Regions from separate parts of the Oncorhynchus mykiss genome. Here region 2 is linked to region 1. The links are chromatin contacts, called in public Hi-C maps. All regions are on one chromosome and are shown on one strand. The core of a region is the stretch at or near the end of the contact, and the rest is flanking DNA. Distances in the headings are between cores, read along the strand shown. Region 1 holds the start of fosl2 (fos-related antigen 2). Region 2 holds the start of mrpl33 (39S ribosomal protein L33, mitochondrial).

Region 1 (6,760 bases), core at 1,586-4,085:
ATAAGGAAGTGGTTATGATGATCTCGAAATTGATGTAACCAAGTCAATTCAAAAGACGGATTCAGGCAGACAAACGATTGAAAGAACAAAGTAAAATGCGTGGGAGTTCTGGTCTGGAGTGGAAGATCAATATTATTTAACGCTACGACCAGTCCAGCTGTTATATGTGCGCCCACGGGAGCAAAACAACAGTTGCCATTTGGCAGACGGGTCCTTTCACCTACAAAAACGAGACACTTCTTTTAGCCCTCAGTTTTCCGACAAGTGCCTGAGAGGACATCTGAACAGTTGCAATGTTCATTATACGAAATTAACTTAGAACACTGGTCTAGATCTATGAAAGAACAAGCTGTTAAATGTAGCGCAGAGATCCTCCTTCATTTGCCTTAGTAGGCCTTCTGCGGGTTGTGAATTGGACACGGACAACCTAACACCAGACGACTGAAAACACAAGACACATTGTCTCTCTGTCACTTTCATAAAACATATCGATACATTTCAACCTTAAAAGCTCATATTTTGTCAGGAATAGCATTTAAAGTGAAATGCTGATTATGGTTGTTCCTCAATGATAGCCACTGGGCATCATATCTCAGAATGTCACTAGAACGAGAGGACGAGAGAGCAGGTAGAAAAAAACATGTAGGCCTAATCATTGTATGGGATCTAGGGGAAATTCCTGCCTCGAAGTTTCCAAATGTTTCAACATAAACGAAGGCGCATTGGGAGACGCATCGTGAGCGTCTTAACCTGCCGTTTCCATGTCACGACAAAATCTGCCAGTGCGTGATACATGGGCCCCATCTGCAACACACACACACACACACACACACAACCTCGAAGCTATGGGTGGATGTCCTATATTGTGCAATGTGCAGCGTACCACCACTGAATGACGCTATAGACCTTGTTGCAGAACTTCTATCCAATGTGGAGTCCTAGTCAATATTCGTTATTGCTCTGTTCGCTTTACAGTGATGATCACTGATCATCAGCAGGTCAGAGACATACAGTAGGCTATCTTAACCAAGAAGGCACTGAGAAGGATTGGTAGAATCGAATCAGTGCATGTTTTTGTTCCCCTTGACCAAGTTATGCGCATGAATAAAGTCGCTATCCCATGTGCAAGGGAAAAGGTAGCCCTTTGGTTTACACATTCCAACTTATATTTAAATCCATATCTTGGGGGAGAAATGTTGAGAGCAATCAGAATGGCAAAATATGCTGTAGCAACCTATACGCAGTTTGGTGTGTGTTATAACTCATGATAACTTGCCTCCTGTGTTCATAGAAGTTTATACTCATTCAACAGGTCTTATAATGTGCGTATACCTAAATTATTTGTGGACTCCACAGTATGAACACTTTCTAAAGTATATTCTTCCGTCTACAAAATATGTATTTTATAATAAAAACGTCCCCTCAACTTCAAATGACCAGTTCTATAGTGCAACACGTGGGTGTTAAATTATAGGCTACAGCGATTGAGCAATACCTGATTGCATATTGCAATTCAGATTACGCATACACATGTGTCAATAAGTACATTTTCAGCAGTCGTTCATAACACAGGTTTCATAACACAGGTTTCTGACATTCAACATAAATCCGGCATTGAGTCGGTTTGTTCCTTTTTTACGCACTTCGCTCGCGCATCGGTGTCTTGGCCAGAACCACATATATAATCTATTAAATTTCACTTTATTGCAGAGCAGGTCTGGAAAATATTGGGAGAATATCACAATATAACGCGCGCAGATTCTGATAATATCACAGGCGATACCGCGGGCGCGCTTTCTCCAAATGTGAAGACAAAGTCTCTACAGCACTAGGCTATAGTTTGGAGTAATATATTTAATATCAATATAATATTCTTAATGGCCCTTGAATAAAACATGTACATAGCAGTGTATTAGAAAGATAATATGCACCTCTATTGCATTGCACAGCACCTTTAATTACGAACAGCGCTATAGCCTCTCCGGGTTACCCATCTAAAAGTGTGTCATAGACAACTGCACAGTGACGAAATGTCGATACAATGAAACTCAATTTACAGTTGTGAATACCAATATTTTAATTTGAGAAAAGAGAATATTATATTATGTTGTATTGCGTTACCTGGTAGCTTGAGGTAGAGATCGGACTGCCGATCGTGCTGCTGCCGCTTGTGAATGACTCTGGCTGTACCGGCGAAGTGCTGCTGCCGCAGGACGAGGTGTCGTAGTTCACGGAGTAGTCCTGGTACATGATCCAGGAAAGAGGAAGATTTCAGTAGTTGATATGAGCTCCCAACTCTCAAAAAATCCTCTGACAGTGGAATCCCTTTTGGGAGCTGAAAGTGGACCAGATTGGAAAGTGACCAACTTGAAAGCAATAGTCGTTAAAACACGTGGAAATCCAGAAAAAAAAGTGTTTTCAAATAGGTTATTGGTACAATAAATCCAGGCTCTTCGAAATTAAATATTTTAAGGTAATTAACTAGAAGTAAAACTGAAAATATTTATATTTTTTGTCCACTCCAAATAATTATATCCTGCTTCTTTCCCTTGTCACTGCTGTAGCCTATTCAGGTGAGCTACAAGAGCCAACTTCAAGAACAAAAGTCACCTACTTTCGCAGTCAATCCAGAGTTGTTGGTGAATAGACTTGCGTTGCGAGTGAGTCACATACAGAGGCTTTAAAATTGCTTTCCACCCCAGCCTACTCTACAGAATCTCTTCCCCGCGACACACTTTAGGCCTACTTCAGCAATCCGCTGTTCCCCTGGAACAGTTCTAGCTTTCTTTTTCTATTCCTTCACCACACTAGGATGACTCACTTCAATGGCACGACGGAGAACTGCGGCCGCTTATCAACGCAAGCAGGCTCATTCACGTCACTGTCTGGGCGTAGACACTTCACTTGAGGGGTTATCATAGCTAATATTGTAAAAATCAGCACAAGGTATCGTAAATCAGCTTTATTGTTATACATAACATCGTTAGAGTCGATGTACTATGCTTGTGATAAGCCTACATGTTTACGCACGTGTATTTTATCATCGGGTTGGAAGTTATAAAGTTTCTCTATATTCACCGTTTGTCTGATTTGGTACAGTCCTTTGACGCATGTTTCCTAAAATGGGCAGTTGCGAGAGGACAAGGTTTCCTTGGTAAAGGCACGTCAGAGACTGGAGGGATTCCCTACCCTCCCTCACCGCATTTTCTCCTCAAGCTCAGAAGGATAGGGTCTCTGTGCCACATAGAATAGGTTAGGTATATGCAGTTATTAACAAAGACGTGTGCAGTTATATCTTGCCACCCGTGTAGATCTTCATCTCATGACTATTCAACGTTTTTGTAACCTTTGGTTTTCACACGAAGAGACAGAACGAGAGAGAATTATATCCCTTTGAAGTTTTTCGCAGCTCTATAATTTAAATGCCTGCCCTGATGTGTAGCCCGAGCAACAGCTAGATGTGGCTAGCAGCAGTGAGGGAAGATTATGGAAGGAAATGCTACCATATTCTCCACCGCTAGTCAAATAAAATAAAATTGTATTGGTCGCCTACACATATTTTGCCGGTGTAGCGAAATGCTCATGTTCTTAGCTCCAGCAGCGCAATAATACCTAACAAAACACGCAAATACCAAAAATAAAAATAAAGGAATTAAGATATATAGAAATGTTTGAATGAATGTCAGAGGAATATAAATATGTATATAACGTGTGTATAGACATCATGGACAGAATATGAATATAAAAGGTGTGTACAGCAGTAGTTATATAGGATGAGCCTTACACTGAATGAACAAAACATTAAGAACACCTGCTCTTTCCATGACAGGCTGACCAGGTGAATCCAGGTGAAAGTTATGATCCCTTACTGACGTCACCTGTTAAAGCCACTTCAGTCATGAAGGGGAGGAGACGGGTTAAAGAAGGATTTTTAAGCATTGAGACTATTGAGACATGGATTGTGCACGTGTGCCATTCAGAGGGTGAATGGGCAAGACAAAATATTGAAATGCCTGTGAATAGGGTATGGCAGTAGGTGCCAGGCACACTGATTTGAGTGTGTGATAACTGCAACACTCAGTGGCGACCAGTCATTCCTTTCCCCAGTTTTCCATGTTATTTTGGCATTAATACGAGTCACATATCAGTTTGCAAACAATGTAAAAAATAATAATAATTGAGTTAATAAAGCTGCATACAAAAAACATGGTCTCTTTTTTTGCTTTCTTGAGTAAGGCAGCTACAAAATGCATCTGTTTCAGCCTAGCTCAGTGCTTTTTGTGGTGGTGGGGCAGCCAGAGGAAAATACGGAGCGTAGGGGTTGGTAATGTTCTCTAGGTGCGCCCTGATTGGCTCAGTGTTCCATCACTCATGGGGACACTACGTCACCGCCAAATCTACAGGGAGAGCTTGAAATTTCAAGCCCCTTGGGTGCTGCCATAGAGTTACATTAGAAGTGCCAATTCAAGAAGGCTCAAGGTCATTGGCCACAGATAAAAGGAAGTCAAATCCCGTTATATCTACAGTAGCTTTGAATGGACTGATCATGTCAACATCATACTTTCAAAATCTTAGCTAGCAAGCTAGACAAGCAGTCATCGTCATGAATCAAGTCAACAATCTGCTGGCAAATCCTTTTCAATCCATGTCATACGAAGAGAAATTATAGATATAAAGTATCGGTGCTCATTGCCCAGCAGAGGTGTGGACTCGATTCACATGACTTGGACTCGAGTCACATGACTTGGAATCGATTCGGACTCGAGTCATAAATATGATGACTTGCAATTCGACTTTGACTTTAACACCAATGACTCGTGACTTGACTTCGACTTGAGACTTTTGACTCGACCTGACTTGATGCCCTCCAATATTTGGGACTTGATGCCCAAATATTTAAACTGGTGCTATTAGAAAAAGTGTGCAGCGCATCAACTCTTCATTTAACTGATTACAGTTTGAATCGGACAGCAGCCAATAAAATTGTGCCAACTGAGAACAAGTTGTGCGTGGCAGTTCAGAAGAACGTTGCAGGGTGAATTCAGATGGAGCCCTTAGAAAGATGATACCCAAAATTATTATTTTCGGATATAAAGACGACGCTGTATCAATAAAAAAACGGATTGCAACTTGCAAAACATGCGGGAAGAAAATTACAGAATGAGAGCAACAATTTACAATTTTGTTCGCCATTTCAAGCTGCACAAAGAATGGTAAATCGTGGCTAATATAGCCGACAGATATATCATTTATAACTTTAACTTACTGGTGTAGGATGTAGGCTAACCTAATGTTAAATCAATGAGCATCCACACGGTCAGTCAGTCAGTCCGGGAATGTGATTATTGCACCCAAGATTGAGCTACAATTAGCTAGGCATTTGGTAGCCTAAATCCTGCCTGATGTTACTGCTGTTCCTTGACCATTGACATACGTTAGCCCACTGTAACCACACAGAGTGAGTGTGTGTATGTGTGTTAAGGTTGGACGATTGTGTACAAGCCTACATCGCCCGATTGCGCCCCATAGCGATCCTCGGTAGTCGATCACTATTGGGGGGGGGGGGGGCATGCTGTCAATCCAGCATGATTTCTGCCGCATTCAAAAAATAAAAAAACGAGCTCCGACTGGGAATACACGTTTTGAATGGTCATCCAATTCGGGAACTCCTCTTTCTAGAGCTCTGACCTGAAGATCACTAACGTCATAATTCAACCTTGTCGTCGTCCCCCCCCCCCCCCCCCCCCCCCCAGACTTCCCAGTTGTCTTGAAAGCACCATAAATCCAGAGAATGCCACATAAATTATGTAATATGCCAGCATCCCTATGAAAATCTTTCAACACCTTGTAGAGTCATGTCCCCCCAAATTAAGGCTGTTCTGAGGGCAAAAGGGTGTACAACTCAATATTAGGAAGATGTTCCTAATATTTTGTAGACTCAGTGTAAATGGATATTTCTATAAATAATGGGGCCAATGTGTGACATTAGGATAAACATTTCAAAATGGTAAAAAACAAACAAAAAAAGGATTTTCATGCAGTTTCATGCATACATCCTTTAAGCAGTGTTCATACAGACATTGGCAAGTCAAATTCAAGGACTTTCTTTAACTTTTTCAAGGACTTAATTGTAATTGTCAAGGACCTCAATGTTATACAGTTGTATAATTTATATCATTGTACATATAGAGCCTAATTTAACCCCCACTCCCATTTACTACTTTATGAAGGTTTTTGGGGCGGGCCTTGCCAATGCATTGATATTCTAATTATTATTACATTCTGAAATATGTGAGAATAATGTGGACATTGCCAGACTAAATAGATTGGACGCATGCATGGCAATTTTTCTGTAGCCTATGTGGCCGACACAGGCACACATAGGCCTAATAAAGCCATGAATAGTGGTAGCATTAATATCCCGATTTGAATCTCACCATCTCTGTTTTTTTATGAGAAAGTGACCAAAAACCAGGTATCTTTTTTAATGAAGGATTTTATGGAAAGCCAAGATGAAGCCAGCATTAGATGTCGTCCTCATAATAACCACACGTGGTTTTACCGCAACAGAGTAGCGCAACACCCTTCAATTGAAGCGGCGGGAAACAAACGAAAGTGGCCACATCTCTGGCAAAAACTGATAACAAATGAAATCACGGATTAATTATAAGGGAGCAGGAGAACTTAGAAATGGGCAACAATAACTTTTCAAACACCAGGAAGCCTAGCTGTTAAGAGCGTTGGGACAGTAACCGAAAGG
Region 2 (6,760 bases), core at 1,679-4,178, 310 kb after region 1:
TGCCATACCAGTATTGTCATAAATTATTTTTTTTATATTCCAATGTGTCCAATGATGAGATTTAAATACATTGTTTCATACTAGTGTTCCACAAACTCATCATTGAAACAATTTCACTCACTGTTTTTCATAAGCTTTGACAAAATCAACAAATGTCAAACACATTTAAGAGGGAAAATACAACTTGAATCATTTAAATTTTATTCTGACCTACAATGATACAAATAATTTACATGTCAGAAAAACTAGTGAAAAAGTTAACGCCAAACCCAGACTAGTTTGTCTAGACAAAAAAAAGTTCTGTACTGAATTACCATAATGTTGTAAAAGCTTATGATCATTCAGTGTGAAACATAAGTGAACAGTTGTCCTTCTTTCATGTTTCCATTATTTCTTAATGGCAGATATGATACTCTTGCAGAACAAAGATTATAAATGCAATGTGCCTACGTTTGAGAAATAACATACAAGTGGACCAAAACATGAAACAAGCTACTTCTTACTTATTGAGGAATAATTGTCTCAATAGCTAGGTTTCCATCTAATTGGCAAGATATTCATGCAAATATTCTAAAATATGCACATTTTCCCACCAGAGATGTTTCCATCAAATTGACTTGTTGCGGATAAAAGGCTGTGCATGATGACGATTGATTGTTATGGATAAGATGGAGATTATTAGTCAAACGGCAGCCGATCATCATGTTAACAGAATAAGACCCTCAATATGTATTGGAAAGGAGCATTAAGCTCATCACTGTGCACTTTTTCCACCCTGTGAAGTTCACAACTTATTTAATCTGTAGCCAATTGCATGCTTTCCCAAGTCGTAGTGGGAGAACCACACAACATATCATGACTCCCAAGTTTACTATGATATGATGGTTATTATATCAATATTTGCGCATAAAGGGGTTTCCACTGCCACTTATCACATAATTTAAATATTGATATAATAACCATCATATCGAAGTAAACTTGGGAGTCATGATATGTTGTGTGGTTCGCCCACTACGACATGTATTCTGTCGTCGACCTTTGGAAAGTTTACTGACAAATTTGCTGGTTCCATCAGGCCTGTCTTGAAATTTCTATCCGACATGTACTGTACTCACAAAATGTTGGATGGAAACCTGGTTATTGATGTGAATGGAAACAGAACTACTTGAGGTTTTGATACCGCTTGGTTCATCCCAAATGTTAACAATGAGTTGGTGTGGCCCATGAATAGTCCAATAGGAACTCCTTAGCTCTTCTCGCGAATGACGGTCGACACATTTTAGACAATGTCAGTGAAATCATCTGATTAGATGTTGGAGATTCAAAAGTCTCGTTCTTTGCCGTTCATGGTTAAATCGACCTGATCTTCTTCTTTTCGTGAAAGAGGACGTGTTTGTTTACTGCAAAGACAGAAATACAATTCTGAAGTGGGTGCACAATGAACAGCTATGTGCAAAGTGTAGGTTTATCAGGTAAGCATTGCAAACCAATTAAAATAATTGTGAGGGTATCATTTTCAAGCAGGGGCAAATTACTAGGCCTATATAGTATATGATTTGAATTATCTCAAACACAAATGTTACCTGATATAAGCTGAATATTACATCACTCATTATAGACAGTAGGACAGCAAAATGCCACTATTGGTTCTTTGTGTACGATGATGTCATATGGCTCGTCTACGTTAAAGCCACACTGGCTGTGTCTGAAATTTTCTGTAAAAAAACACTTGGGTCCCCTGTCCATGTTTCCTTAGGCTAATTCCTCTCAGCTCATTGGAGGAGGAGGTCCGAATGAGGACCAATGAGCTTTGAGAGAAACAAAGATGGCGAAAGCAAGGACTTGGCTGCAAGTAACGTTTACAGACACAGCCCTTGTGAGAGGCCAGTGTCCACTTGGCATCAGTGATAACTCCCTGAGAGCGAGTGTAATAGTTTGCTTCCATACAATGCTAATCAGAGAGGGTTTGTAGTTTACCAAAAGGGTCATTTTTTCGCAGCACCAGTTTATCGCGTAGTCGGTTCCTCTTGGTGTTGAAGCAGTAACCTGTCCCAGCAGCACTCACCATTTGCACTAGGACAGTCCTGTAACAAAGGCAATGGTTACTTTGTGATAACACATGTTATAGGCCACAATAATTATGAAAAAGATATACTACATGCTCATTGCTATTCCTTGGGTCACTTTTATCAAAGAGCAGATTGAGGATAATATTACAGCAAACAGTTCAGAGAAAGACATCAAACCTAAATTCCAATTTCTACTGTATGAAGCTTTTACTAGAAAGTAGCTTAGCTGAGGGTATAATAAATGATACATGGATTAGATATGGTAATAAAGTAGGACCTCTATACACAAATTATGAGCTGGAGAAGGAAATAATTTACTTACTTTGACTTGGCCTTGGCCACTGTGTGTATGGAAGAGATCAGATAATGAAATCAGATTGGCAAGATCATAACTCCCTTAGGTAGCTAGCTAGCTTTCGGTTTAACTAACTAGTTAATTAGTAGAACACTTGCCATGGCTAGCTAGCTTAGCTTCTGATTGTGCAAGCTAACGATAATCAATACGACATCTCCATCTATAAAACATTGTTTCAGAATGTAGCTAACTACTTAATTTAGCTAACGTTAGTTAACAAATGACATGCTGACTTCAATGCTACTAGCCAGTGAATCATAGCTAGCTAGCTAGCTAAAATCGGCTAACCACAGACATGCATAGAGCCAGCCAATTCTATATTTCGCCATACAACTTAGTGAAAAACTACAATATACAGCAACGTATTCAATCATACTCACGATTTACAGCAGTGAGGAACATACTTAATAGAGTATTACAACAGCTAGCTAGTTTAGGGTAAGTCACATTGAAATACCAAAGCACAACTTCCGGGTTAATGCCGTTGTCATTCGGGTCATTAACCCTTTCATGCCCCTGAGCTATTTGTTTATTCTGCACCTATTAAATAATTGGAGTATCTACTATTAGAAGTACATATATATATATATATATATATATTATTGTTAAATTGAAGAGATAAACCAGGTCTACTAGTTGTATTATTATGCGATTAAGAGCCACATATTGTTATCGTATTGCATCTAATTATTTGGCAACCAATTACATTCCAGCCAGCACCCTAAATAGCGCAAGAGCAAGGCTACAGTGATCAAAGAATGGCTCAATATGTACATAACATACTCAATGAATGAGTACATCTTTTGTAACGTTGTATTTTGATCATGTGTTTTAGGTACACTTTTCTCATATAGAAAATAACTTTCCAGTTTCAACGTAGTGCATGCACATCAATTCAACAGACACCATAACAGATGGGGAAAGATAAGTAAATCAACAAGGAAAACCTCAAAACACAAAAACAAATGAAAAGATTGAACCTAACAACCAGATAGACACCGGTTCAAGAGGGCAAGAACGATACCACACCGGCAAGCTGAAAACACATTCTCTAACCCTAGCCGTTCAGGAAATGAACAGGGACGTAACATTGTTGGATATAACCTATTGTCGTAAGCAGGCAGACGGGCAGGCAGGCAGGGAGCAGCTGTCAGGAAGTGTGTGGAGGAGAAACCTGCGTCACCAGAGGGATAATTCAGACCACCAGCCTCAGCATCACCACCAGCAGTAGCACCAGCACCTCCACCCACTCAACAATCAACACACTCCAGCAGCCCACAGCCTCTAAGGAGGTTAAATAAGCATCACTCTCCCCTCCCTGGCTGGAGAGATCAGACTACTGCCATGGTGGCCCAGTGACTGACTGACTGGTAGTGATGGCAGACTTATAGACAGAAGAAGCAGGTCAGCTTGCTGCAGTCAAATGGTAAATGGTGCCAAAATTAGCTAATACAAAGAAATCTGCTGATACGGGACATATTGGGGTGTAGAAATGAGACAACTTGTATGCCAACTACATCAGCTCCAGAATGGTCTAAACTAGGATACTTGGATTTTTACAAGACATACCTAAGCTTTATTATTAGTCCATGAGGCAGGGGTGTCGGTCGATATATGAATTCATTTGATTTATTAACTCACACACACATAAATGCTCACATGCGCGCAAACAGACACACACACACAATCCACAAACCACATAATTAAATAGAACACTGAGATGTCTGCCTCCAAACCATCGCAGCTATCTCTTTATCAGCTATTTCACATCAACTTGACTGACCTAACAACCGTATCTGAGGAAGTGAGACGACTCATACGCACACAGACAGTCACAGACACCCCACACTGTGTGGCTGTCACTCCCCAGCTTGCATCAGCACTTTCCCCCTCTCCCTTACTGTACATAAAGAATAGGGAATGCTACGAAAAGGTGAGCTCCTGGACCCTACAGAATCTCATTGAGTCCTTCCTTACTCAGACCAGCCAAATGCTGAATGCACTTGTCCTTTTTTAGTGTCACCGAGAGGCCTCAGATGAGATTGGAAAGGCCTCTTGCAAACCAATAGAATGTGATGATATAGTGAGTGTGAGGTGGTTTAAGCTTTTGTCACTTCTGAACAAAGAGCCTGTCATTTCAAAAGGTCATTTTAGAGAGAGCGCTCCAAAGTGCAGCAATGACGGGCATTTCTACTATTAGATGATGTGCTTTGCGCAATGGTTAGAAATAGGTGTTGTAACAGCAGCAGGGGTTAGATGACAGCATAGGAACAACAGGTTGCCGCACAATATACATTACGACCAAAGCCGTGTCTCTCTGCTTAGTCGGTCATTAATTGAATGGGCCGTGATGTCGCACACGGCTGTACATCCGGTCGCCATGGTTACACCAATTGAGCGAGCCCTGAGATGTTGAGTCTTATAATCGAATCCTCTGTACGCAACAGGTCAGTGGATTTGAGCTGAGAGGCTTATTTTAGGAGCCCTCTCGGTCTTGTTTTCCAGGAGAAGATACCTAACTGGTTTTATAATCATTTGAAAATAGCGCTGGTAGACGAGCAAAGAACATCCAAGACAATTATCACAAATTGCAGTTTGCCATGTTGTTGGCCAATCCAGTTGAATGGACAGGGTGATGGTGGGTGATTCAGAGCGTTTGTTCCTGAATACAATTGTTGTACTTATAGTCTTCTCACACAAGCATTTGAATATGTAACCTAGTTATTATAACAGTTATTGCAGAACCAAACATTTATGTACAGTATTAGGCTTTAGTCATGGTCATGCAAGGTCATGTACTGTACATTTACAGTTAGTTATAGGTTATATACAATGAACAAACATATAAATGCAACATGTTGGTCCCATGTTAAAGTGTTGGTCCCATGTTTCATGGGCTGAAATAAAGATCCCAGAAATTTTCCATACGCACAGAAAGCTTATTTCTCTCAAATGTTGTGCACAAATGTGTTTACATCCTTGTTTGTGAGCATTTCTCCTTTGACAAGATAATCCAATCACCTGACAGGTGTGGCATATCAATAAGCTGATTAAAAAGCATGATCATTACACAGGTGCACCTTGTGCTGGGGACAATAAAAGGCAACTCTAAAATGTGCAGTTTTGTCACACAACACAATGCCACAGATGTCTAAAGTTTTGAGGGAGCTTGCAATTGGCATACTGACTGCAGGAATGTCCACCAGAGCTGTTGCCAGATAATTTAATGTTAATTTCTCTACTGTAATCCGCCTCCAACATCATTTTAGAGAATTTGGCAGTAGGTCCAACCGGCCTCCCGGTTTGCTGATGTCAACGTTGTGAACAGAGTGCCCCCTGGTGGCGGTAGGGTTCTGGTTTGGGCAGGTATAATCTACGGACAACGAACACAATTGCATTTTATCAATGGCAATTTTCATGCACAGAAATATGTACAATACATCTGTCCAAATAAAAGATAGCCAGCCGTATGGCTATGGGGTGGCAGGTAAGAGCGTTGGGCCAGTAACTGAAAGGTCACTGGTTCGAATATCCAAGCCCCAAGGTGAGACAAAATGTGTCCATGTGCCAGGCACTTAACCCTAATTGCGCCTGTAATTTTTTACAACTTTTATTTAACTAGGCAAGTCAGTTCAGAACACATTCTTATTTACAATGACAGCCTATTTACAATGACAACCCAGGGAACAGTGGGTTAACTGCCTTGTTCAGGGGCAGAACAACAGATGTTTACCTTGTCAGCTCAGGATTCGATCCAGAAACCTTTCGGTAACTGGCCCAAAGCTCTAACTACTGGGCTACCTGCCGCCCCAAAATGTGTCCACAATGGACTTTGTTTCCAAGGCACGGATGAGGAAGATGCTCTGGATAAGAGTGTCTGCTAAATGATGTAAATGTAAATATGTTAGCTATAGCTAAGTCCAAAATTTGTCAAAATTGTCCAACCCGAAAACAATTGACACCATAGAGGTCTCATCTTTGTATTTTTGTATTTGTGCCATTAAGGCGTCTGTGACAGCATGGGTAGCTCCATTGAGGCTATCTCCATTTGAAAGTTGCATGCACCATGCTTTACCAGCTGAGCTACAGAGGACCACCATGTGGGTAGTGGACAAGTGCACACTTCAGGAAAAAGTGTAGAGTATTAATTAATATGCATAGTCAGCCGGGGGGCTCCAAGAACCCAAACATTGACATCTATTTGGCCAAAACAAAGACCACGATAACTGTACTCTACTGTACAGTGCTCTATTGTACTGTGCTATTCTGTACTCTACTGTACTGTGCTCTACTCTACTGTATAATAATTTACTGTACTGTGCTCTACTGTACTCTA

The links. A called contact is a pair of places that touch in the nucleus more often than the background predicts.
Region 2: a Hi-C map of liver shows a contact between it and region 1, with 6 times the contacts expected there. The contact joins the promoter of mrpl33 here to the promoter of fosl2 in region 1. A contact is called at or near these places in 2 of 3 Hi-C or Micro-C datasets (blood and liver).

Annotation. Positions count from the first base shown.
Region 1 is chr25:2,475,878-2,482,637 of USDA_OmykA_1.1, forward strand. fosl2 (fos-related antigen 2) reads right to left here and starts at 2,836. Exons shown (of 5, transcript XM_021584323.2): 1 at 2,615-2,836; 2 at 2,122-2,241.
Region 2 is chr25:2,782,035-2,788,794 of USDA_OmykA_1.1, forward strand. mrpl33 (39S ribosomal protein L33, mitochondrial) reads right to left here and starts at 2,929. Exons shown (of 4, transcript XM_021584330.2): 1 at 2,805-2,929; 2 at 2,392-2,410; 3 at 1,978-2,084; 4 at 1-1,400. The coding sequence starts at 2,826. The coding sequence ends at 1,351.